2 separate regions of the Sus scrofa genome follow, and region 2 is linked to region 1. A link is a contact called in public Hi-C data. All regions are on one chromosome and are shown on one strand. Each heading gives the region's core, a stretch centred on a gene start, on an enhancer-like site or on the middle of the called end of the contact. The rest is flanking DNA. Distances are from core to core; before and after follow the strand shown. Region 1 holds the start of WDR17 (WD repeat-containing protein 17). Region 2 holds the start of SPCS3 (signal peptidase complex subunit 3).

Region 1 (4,807 bases), core at 1,946-4,445:
CATTCTTAGCAACATGGATGGACCCAGAAATTATCATGCTAAGTGAAGTCAGCCATACAATGAGACACCAACATCCAATGCTCTCACTGACATGTGGAATCTGAGAAAAGGACAGACTGAACTTCTTTGCAGAACAGATGCTGACTCATAGACATTGAAAAATTTATGGTCTCCGGAGGAGGCAGTTTGGGGGGTGGGGGGATGTGCTTGGGCTGTGGGATGGAAATCCTGTGAAATCAGATTGTTATGATCATTATACGACTACAGATGTGATAAATTCATTTGAGTAATAAAAAAAGTAAAAAAAAAACACATTTTCTCTATCATTTTCTTAAGTTTACAGCAAGGACTGGCAAATAACCTATATAGGTCAAATTCAGTTGGCCCCCTTTATTTTTATAAATAAAGTTTTTTTGGGACACAGCCACACCTCTCCTTTCATGCTTTGTCTAATAACTGCTTTCAAACTATAACAGTAGAATTAAGTAGTGAGATGAAGGCTGCATGGTTTGCAAAGCCTAAAATATTTACTACCTGGCTTTTTCCAAGAACAGTTTTGAAACTCCATAAATAAACCAGCACTTACCAATAGAACTTTCTGTGACAATGAAAATGAAAATAAAGCTATTCTTTATCTGTGCTGTTTAATACAGAAGCCACTTAACCACACTGACTACTGAGCACTTGAAATGTGGCTATTGTAACTAAGGAACTAAACTTTTCATTCTTTTTAATTTTAATTAAAAACAAAAACACATTTTGCTAGTAGCTACTTTGTTACACAGAATAGGTCTAAACAGTTAAGAAAATCATGAATCATGCCCTGATTTGCAGCGTTTGCTGATTTGGGGGTTGTAAATACACCCACTTTGGCCAATGTCAAGCCTCCAACATCATAGCATAGAATGACAAGTTGGGAAGAAATATACGATATTATATAGTATTTCAATAATGGAGACTTAGACATAAATAGACCTAATAGACATAAATAACTCAAGAGCATAGATACAAATAAAATACTAAAAATAGTAAGTGATGAGTTATATTTACTACTTTGTTTTTAATATCATTTTAAAATTATAAGTTTATATCATTTAATTTTAACAGGAACTGTGTTTAACAGAGGGTTGCTGAAACCCTGAAAAGTTTGACAGCTATCTCTCTCAAGCCAGTGCAATCTGGCTTCAGCCAGTGTATCTATACCACATACAGTAAGTTTTAAAGTATTTACTTCTCTACATATTTACCGCACCTCAGTTTTATCAGGTTTTTTTTGTTTGTTTGTTTGTGGTTTTTTTTTTTTTTTTTTTTTTTTGGTCAGGCTTATTTCTGTTCTCTTACCATTTTTACATTAAAATTAGTGTGAAAAGGCTAATTTTAAAATTAATAAGAAAAGGCCACTTAACGTGAATCTCAAGCCCTTCTGGGTCAATTTTTCTAAAATTTAGCTTAATAAGTTCTTCTTAGTTGCTTTTTTAAATTTAGAATAGCCACTGAAAAATGCACTTGTCACATTAAATGGTCTTGAACACCTTTTGCGAAGCCACTGCAGTCATAGGATCGTCTAGCCTTGAAGATGAACTCACTGCAGTTAACTGATTCCCCCAGTTGCTCTGCTTTTAGATTTAATCATTAAGAACTCTATGTACTCTAAGTGTTAGGAGCTAATGATGGCCCTGAAACTGGCTGTCAGCCTGGGTGACTGACAGCATTTTTGTTTATGAAATGAGAGCATCACATTAAATATTTGTTGAATAAAAGAATGAAAATGACAGTAAAAAGATCTTTTCCTTAGAAATCAGGTTATACTATTTCTTTAGGTTCTGGATCTAACCACATATGTGATAGTTTTTTTTATTTTTATTTTTATTTTTTTTTTGCTTTTTAGGGCTGCACCCAAGGAATATGGAAGTTCCCAGGCTAGGGGTTGGAATCTGAGCTACAGCTCTCCGCCTATGCCACAGCCTCATTAAGGCGAGATCTGAGCCGCAACTGCGACCTACACCACAATTCAAGGCAACACTGGATCCCCACCCACTGAAGGAGGCCAGAGATCCAACCCACCTCCTCATGGATAATAGTCAGATTCATTTCCGCTGGGCCACAATGGGAACTCCCCACATGTGATAGTTTAAACCTCCCTTTCCAAACAAGTGAACCAAATCACAGCAAAGGGAAAAGAGAACTGAATTGGGAGTTTGGGATCATGGCATCAATTCTGCTACTGAAATAGCTATATGTCCTTGACAAATTCTGTAGCTTTCCAAGCTAAAAGATCTTCATCTTTAAATCATGAATGTACAACCAGACAATTTCTGATGTTTCATTTGGCTTTATGATTCTTAACTGGAGAGCTGGAACAAATTAGACATAAAAAACCTTCTTTATCCAACCAATGGACACTCTTGTCTTTAACAACTTTTTCTCTTCATGTATACTGTTGACACTGTACCAAGCAAACATTTGTCATAAATGAAAATGATGGCCTATTTTCCCAGAAATATTTCTTTTGATCTCCCCTCTTAATCATTTTTATTTCTATCACCTTAATTCTGACCATTAGCATCTTTTCCATGAACGACTGAATTCTCTCTAATTGATCATGCTTTTCATTTCTCTGTACCGTTATGTACCTCCAACATTTCCAAGTTATCTTTTCTCAAGAGAAAGTTCTGGTTTTAGAGGTTAAGGTCTAACCTAAGGAAGAACAGAACAGACAGCATTCCGTACTCACATTTCAGGCAATGGTTCAAGATTAGTGAACCCTAGACTCTGAAGGAGGCTCAACTCTCTGCCTCAGGCTCCTCAAGAAGGAGATGTTGTGATTTATTTATTGTATACATGACTCACTTTCCTAGAAAGGGCAGACGCGGTAGGTGGAACATGTTAGACAGTGGTTCACTGTTTTTTCCTCCACTTTCTGCTTCGCTGTAAACTCTGTGGAAGCCTAGCCCAGGGCCTGAGAACCACATCCTCGGCGCAGATTCCTGGTTGCCAGGTAACCACCTCCTGGAGGCGTGAGGGGTCTCCAGGGGTTGCCAGCCGCTTCCGCCTCTCTCCAGCGCTCCAATCAGCGGCCAGCGTAGCTGTCACGTGAACCCCGGGGCGGGACCCGGAAAGCCGCGGGCTGGGTCCTGCCACAGAGCCATCATCCCCGCCCTTAGAACCCCCGGCCGGGCCGCCCCGCCCTGGAGCCCGCGGCGCAGGAGGGGAGGGCGGGGCGGGGCGGGTCCACAGGCCGAGCTCGCGCATCTGCCGCGCCCGCTTCAGCACCTTCTGCTGTCCGCTGCAGTGGTCGACTCCTCCAGGTAAGCACCGCGGAGGGCGGGTCGTGGTAGCCCGGCGGGCGCGCTGGAATAGGGTGATCTTCGAACCTAGTGGCGTCGCGTGGGGGTTCCAACCTCCTCAGCAAGGGTCGCAGGTCCTCGGGGCTTTGCGCGCGATGGTGCCTGATGCGGGAATCCCTTGAGAGTCAGTCACACACCTGATCGCTACAGGGCACAGCAGGCAAGCCTTTACACATCTGAACTGACACTCGAGTGTCACCCACGATCATGACGAAAGGCACAGTTTTCTTTATGTTTTTAAGCTTATTCATTACAAGTACGTCTAGAGTCTAGATCGTCATTCTTATACCTGTGCCCGCAGGGCACCTCCCCAGGTAGGATCCCCTACCCCTTTGAAAGTGGTCTTCTTATTCAGGTTGTGCCAAGAAACTTTTGAGTAAAAGAAAATATGCTCCAGAAAAAAAGACAGTATTGAATGTCAGAGGCACAGTACGCGTGAAGTAAATCATAAAAAAAAACCTTTCCTATTTTTCAAAAACTAATAAATCCAGACTTTTTGCATGCAGTATTAAAAGGAGCAAATCTTTGAACTGACTTTTTCTATATTAATTAAAAGCAGTTGATTTGAATGAAGTTTAGTGATAACTTTATCATATATCAAAAATAAATCACACTTGTTTTTGTAACTTCCGTATGTGTATTTACTTATTTATTTGTTTGTGTCTCTAACAGTGATTTGAAGAGAAGTATTAGATATCTGAATCTTTCATTGGCTGAGTATTTCAGATATGCCCTTCAGAGAAAATCATTCCCCTACCACTTTGTATAACCGGAGTTACAAGTCCTTGAACATTTAAAATAACCTTAAGTAAAGAAAAAAAGGTTTTCCTTTAGGTTTTGTTTCTCTACAGAGTAAATGCTTTGGGGAATTTCTAAGATTCTCTTCAGGTATCCAGATCTAATTTCTTATTCACAAATCTCCAAGGAATAGTCTCATCAACAGTCAGAGAACAATTTTCATGTGATTATCACTGAGCACAGCATGGTCTTGGATGGGGAGCTGATGATTCAGGGCTTGTGATTACAGCCTCTATAGCAAAAGCACCCTTTCACATCCTTTTGATTCTGCCTCACTGGCCTAGGTGTGCAAGAAAGTGGCATAGTTATAGCTTTCCTGTGTGAAGGCAGAGATCTGAGAAAGTGATCTGTCTTTCCTGTTCTATGATCTAAAATTAAATATAGTAATTAAATGCAAGTGAAAAATTGTCAGTTAATTCAACAAAATTTTGGGAAACATGCTTTAGTGGATTGGTTAGAGATGAATGTTACAATTGCTAGTTTTAGGTCATTGTGTTAAGAGTTCCTGGGAAGTTTTCTAAATGGGAATAAACCAACAGCCTGTTTCAAAGGCCACATGTGGAAAGAAAACTCATATATTAAGAGAAATAAGTGTAAACTTACTCTATATTAAAATGGCTAGTTGAAATTTATTATTTATATTGATTTGGTCTTTCTCAGGG
Region 2 (5,264 bases), core at 1,053-3,552, 200 kb after region 1:
CTTGCTCAGTGGGTTAAGGATCCGGCGTTGCTGTGAGCTGTGGTGTAGGTTGCTGACGTGGCTTGGATCCCGTGTTGCTGTGGCTCTGGTGTAGGCTGGTGGCTATAGCTCTGATTCAACCCCTAGCCTGGGGAAACTCCATATGCTGTGGGAGTGGCCCAAAAAATGGCAAAAAGACCAAAAAAAAAAAAAAAAAAAGAAATAAAAGAATTGTTAAAGGAAAATTTATTCTGTAACATACATGACATGATTAAATATCTTGAAAATCCAAAGACACAATGAGAAAACTACAACAGAATAAGAGATCTTCCCACCCCATCCCTACTCTGCTCCTATTGTTTTGGGATGTGTTTTGGGAATTCCTAGTCACTCAAGTTCAAGCCATCATGTCAGGACAATAACATTAATTTCATTTGTGCTTTTGCATCTACTTTCTGCCATATTTTGCACACACCCCTACCTAAGCAGTTGCTGTATCATTGATTTTGACTCTGAAATTTCTCATCAGTCTTCCTTTTTTTTTGGTCCCATTGTCATCAACCTCAGTCACTTACTCTCTACTTTTATTTTGTAAATGGCTATCAGTTCAGTGATGCTACTCTTATTTAATACATAATTTCCTGCAATATAAGATCCCAACTTTTTGGCCAGATTTTCTACAATAGGTCCTTATTTTACCTTTCCAGTGTCTTTCCCACCTAATCCTTTATACATACACTGTTTAGCTGGACCAGACTACTGGGTATCTCCTAGATAAACCCATACTTGCAGTCCAGTATCTTTTAGAATACTCTTCTTGGACATCAACACCTATAACAATAAGCATCCTTTCTCTAGAGAATCCTATATTAAGTATACCTAATTGTCTTGTTTATCACTGCGCTAAATATTTTAGATACTGTTTTTGTTTCACATGACCACAGATGCAATTTCTTCCTCTCCTGAAATTCACAGCATTTTACAACTTCCTCTGTGTTTCAGATTTCTCTGTTTTTATTTCATTGACTCTACTGGATTATAAAATTCAGGAGGGTAGAATCAATTAGTACACATCTCTGTTATCATGTGTAACACAGTAGGCATTCAATAAATTGTGGCTTTACTGAATAAACTGTGGCTGCCTGGAAGACAAAAATTTACAGTTTAACTCAACTAAGGATCTCTCCTTAGTTCATAGTTCGTTAGTTTTGCATTATTTGGCTCTACTCCAATTTAGCAGGGACCTTGTCTTATCAGGGCTGCACTCTCAAAGCCTAGAACTGAACCTGGCATAGCTGGCCCTTAGTAACAAACAACCCTAACTGTACACTATATGAAAACTGAGTGATTAACGAATAATGCAAAGAAGCCAGGGCTCAACAATAGACAAGATAAACCAGCATAAGGCTCAGATCATCATTTTCTGGTTTGCCCATCTTATACTAAGCTAGGTGTTCTTAGACTCTTTTGGTTTATGGATACAAAATTACAAATTTTTTTTCAGGGAATTACTGGGTCCTCTGAATCCCATTTTTATAATCACAAAAAAAAAATGTAGCTGCCAGAGGAACAAAGGTGTTGAGAGACCGTTAAGGTCAGGGATTGGCATAGTCTGAACCTTACAGCCTCTGAGGGCCACTGTGTATTGATGGATTTAAATTATAAATGTATATTTTTTATATTTTCTTTCTTTATATATGATACATATGAAATATTTTAAGTAAAAATTTAAATTATACCATGTGTGGCACAGCAATTTCACAACCATCACCTCCTTTGATCCTAAGAACCCAGCGAGGTCATTCTTTTGGTTATAGGATCCACCTTGTTAACATGCAACAATTTAAAACTGGTAGCGGCACCCTTATAGTCTAAAACAGCTTTAGCTGCCATAGGAAGGCAAAGCATGAATAGGAGCTGGTCTGAGGTTGGGCGTGGAAAGTAAAGGCCCTCTAAGCCCTCCCAAAAGCTGAAGTTCTAACTCCAGGTGTGACAAAAGACCAGGGGTTTTGGAGAGTGCTGCTTCCAAACGCGATACGTCGGGACACACAGCAAACTACCTTGCTTAGCTGAGGGTTTTAGGTGCAAATCGACGGCACCTAAGCACCCAAGAGGCCACAGACGCAGACCGCTTGAAAAAGGCCTGAGAAAGAAGGTTGACGGGCTTGGAGGCCAGAGGAGAACCGAGAAGGTGGCCCTTCCGCGGCAAAGCCCAGCACCTCCCCTGCTCGTCGCTGATTGGTGGAGGCGCCAAGGAGGGGCGGGCTTGCTTGAGGCTCAGTCTCGCGGGTTCGGCTCGTCCCGCCCGCTGGTGGGTGTGTCTGGGAGGCGGGGGCGCGCTCGCACGCGTCGCGGGACCGGAAAGGAGGCGGGGCCGCGACGGCGCGCCCCCGGAACGCGCGGCGCAGGCGGCGCGGATCGCTGGGAGCCGGTCCGCGGCCGGAACGGGGTCCCGGGTGTGCGTGTGGAGCGGGGCTCGGGGCGTCCGCCGCGATGAACACGGTGCTGTCGCGGGCGAACTCGTTGTTCGCCTTCTCGCTGAGCGTGATGGCGGCGCTCACTTTCGGCTGTTTCATCACCACCGCCTTCAAAGACCGGAGCGTCCCGGTGCGGCTGCACGTCTCTCGGATCATGCTGTGAGTGCGGCCGAGGCCGGGCGGCGGGCGGGCGCCGAGACCGGGCGGCCGCGCGGGGCGACGAGCCGGGCGTCTGCGCTTCCCCGGGGCCCCTCCCGAGCGACCCTCGCTCCCCAGTGTCCAGCCGGGCGGAACCCGCAGCTCCCCGGTCCCCCCTCGGCGCCCACCCTCCGCCTCATCTTCCCGGGCTTGCTCTTAAATTTTAATTTTGAGCGTTACTCCGGCCGGTGCCTCTGCGTCCTTCCTGTTCCTCACTTCCCTCTGCCCGCGCGGGCCAATGAGGGAGCAACACAACAGCAAAACGGGCGCCGCTCCCCGCCTCCCGCCTCCGGCCCTGCGCCGGAGTCCAGTAGCAGCCACCCCCGGGCTGCCCACAGCCCGACCCGATCCGAGCCCGGCCCGCAGCCCCTCCCCAGGGCCTTTCCTCGCAGCACCGACTCGCTGCGGCTGCCAAGTTGGCGGCCGAGGTTGGGATGCCCGGAGAGGACTGGGCATCCCAGTGCCCTGATAAGACGTGTTTTCAGTTTTATTTTTGAAGGGCCGGTTGCTTTAGTACATCTGGGAGAATGTCCCAAGTCGAATTTTGAAATGACATTGTCCTTTCGCTAATGCCTATTTTTTTTCCTTTCTAATTTTTATTCTCTAGCACTTTTTTCTTCGATTCTAGCTATTTCCGCCCCCCATCCCCGCTCTCTTGTCTGGCTTCTGTATGCCTTCTTCCATGTGCGCTCTCCTTCAACCTTAGTTTTATTTCTAAGTCAGAATTGTCAACCAGCCAGTTATCTCAGAGCTGTCCCCTACTCTACCCTTTCCTATATTGATGTTTGTTAGTTACTATTTTTTTTTAGATTGAAATAGACCCAGGCTGGCAATCACGGCTGTTCCTTGCTCTGGGAGGGATCAGCAGAGCTTGGCGCATTGTGAACACGGAACAGCTGTTAGCTACTGAGAATCTTGAGCAAGTTTCTTACCGTTCTGGGCCTTCGTTTCCTTTTGTCTAACTCGTGGGCATGTTGTGAGGATTGAGATAATTGTGAAAAATATGTAGTGGACCTGACCCAGACACTTAGTAAGTGCTCAGTAAATACAGCTGTTCATTTTATGTTCATTACACACCACCTTGTAGTAATTTCCTTCTACCCGTTGGACCAAATCACTTGACATCAAGTATTTACACCTTCTATGAATAGTTTTTAATCTGCTCCCTGGGTTTTGTGAGGGATTCTTTTAGGTTAAATGAAAGTAGCTGATGACCCATTTTCATAGTGGATTAAGATGTTTATCCTGTTTTCACATAAATTTTTCTGATTTTTACTTGTTTCTTTGTGGGATTGTTTTTTCAGATGTGCATACAATTAGACCCCTGTCTTTCACTTTATGTGAAGAATTTTGTGAATTTTATATGCTGTTATGTTGGAAGGATGGTAAAACTATTATCTTTACTTCTAGAAAAAATGTAGAAGACTTCACTGGACCTAGAGAAAGAAGTGATCTTGGATTCATTACTTTTGATATAACTGCTGATATCCTTTTCAGAAAATACTTCATTGATTTCTCTCTAGTTTGATAATATACATGTTAGTGATTGGGGGGCAGTAAGTATGTTTATTCATTGAATCAGTCAAACCTTGGAAATTTCTGTGCCTATGTTTTCATCGGTATAATCATGCTAATATCTCCTCATTCATACCTTAAAGAAACTTATTTATAGATTCATGAGTTATTATTGTGTGAACACACTTTAAATCTTCACAGAAACAGTAAATAGATCTAAAGCTACAGGAGAGTTTGAATCTATATATTGGAAAGAAAATGAAATTAGATCATTGAGACTAAAGAAGAATGTTACCAGAACTCAGCCTACCTAGATGTAGTATTTCACGTACAGTCTTAAAGAATATATGCATATTTTGTGATAGCAGAGAGAAACATATGTAAAAAAGTGATTTGCATCTCCTATGGTTCAGGTCGTTACCAGATGATTATTAGTAAACCGTATTAGCATTTTGCCATTATAGTTCTTTTTATAAGTGCTTTTATAATGAAATTCAGAGAAATCTTAACAATTGCAAGAGTTACTTAAAAATATTTAAATATTTTCTCTTTATTCTGAATTTCCACCTTTTGATTTTGGCCAGTTGTATCTTCTCAAAGGTCAAAGATTACCACATTGGCAGCATTGTTCTCTGCTGCTTTTAGGATCTCACCTGCCTTTTTAAAACCCTGGGATTAAAATTGGTTATGGAGGTTGAACTGTCTCAATTTGTGTAAAACAGTTGTTTGAAGAATGGAAGCAGGTTATGTACCTGGGAAGTTTATCTGACATGCCTCTTTACTACCCTGAAATTAGTTTTAACTTTATTTTTTAGAAAATAATTACTAGGTTTAGAAATAGACTAGGAATTAGTTTTGTAGGCACCTTTTTAGGAAATAGAGTAGACCATCAGAAAAGTCCTATATTAAACTTCTGCTTTTAAATCTTCAAGTCTTTTTTTTTTTTTTTTTTTTTAAGCTAGTGAGTGGGAGTTGGGGTCTAGTGTGATAGTAGGAACTTGTGTATCTGGGCAGTTATAGGGAAATTTCCTGATATCTCAGTTATTATGTATTCTCAATCTTATCATTTGTAGAGTTTCTTAATATGGCTGCTAA

What was found. Hi-C and Micro-C count contacts between places; a contact is called where the count stands out from the background.
Region 2: a contact with region 1 is called in a Hi-C map of embryonic fibroblasts, with 2.8 times the contacts expected there. The contact joins the promoter of SPCS3 here to the promoter of WDR17 in region 1. A contact is called at or near these places in 4 of 5 promoter capture datasets (fetal liver, fetal skeletal muscle and liver), 32 of 47 Hi-C or Micro-C datasets (adipocytes, adipose tissue, alveolar macrophages and 18 more) and 2 of 2 datasets of contacts at active chromatin or transcription factors (alveolar macrophages and skeletal muscle).

The regions. Positions count from the first base shown.
Region 1 is chr15:38,586,393-38,591,199 of Sscrofa11.1, forward strand. It overlaps WDR17 (WD repeat-containing protein 17), which reads left to right and starts at 3,196. Exons shown (of 31, transcript XM_021075880.1): 1 at 3,196-3,308.
Region 2 is chr15:38,788,303-38,793,566 of Sscrofa11.1, forward strand. SPCS3 (signal peptidase complex subunit 3) reads left to right here and starts at 2,303. Exons shown (of 5, transcript XM_003133320.4): 1 at 2,303-2,615; 2 at 4,065-4,138. The coding sequence starts at 2,473.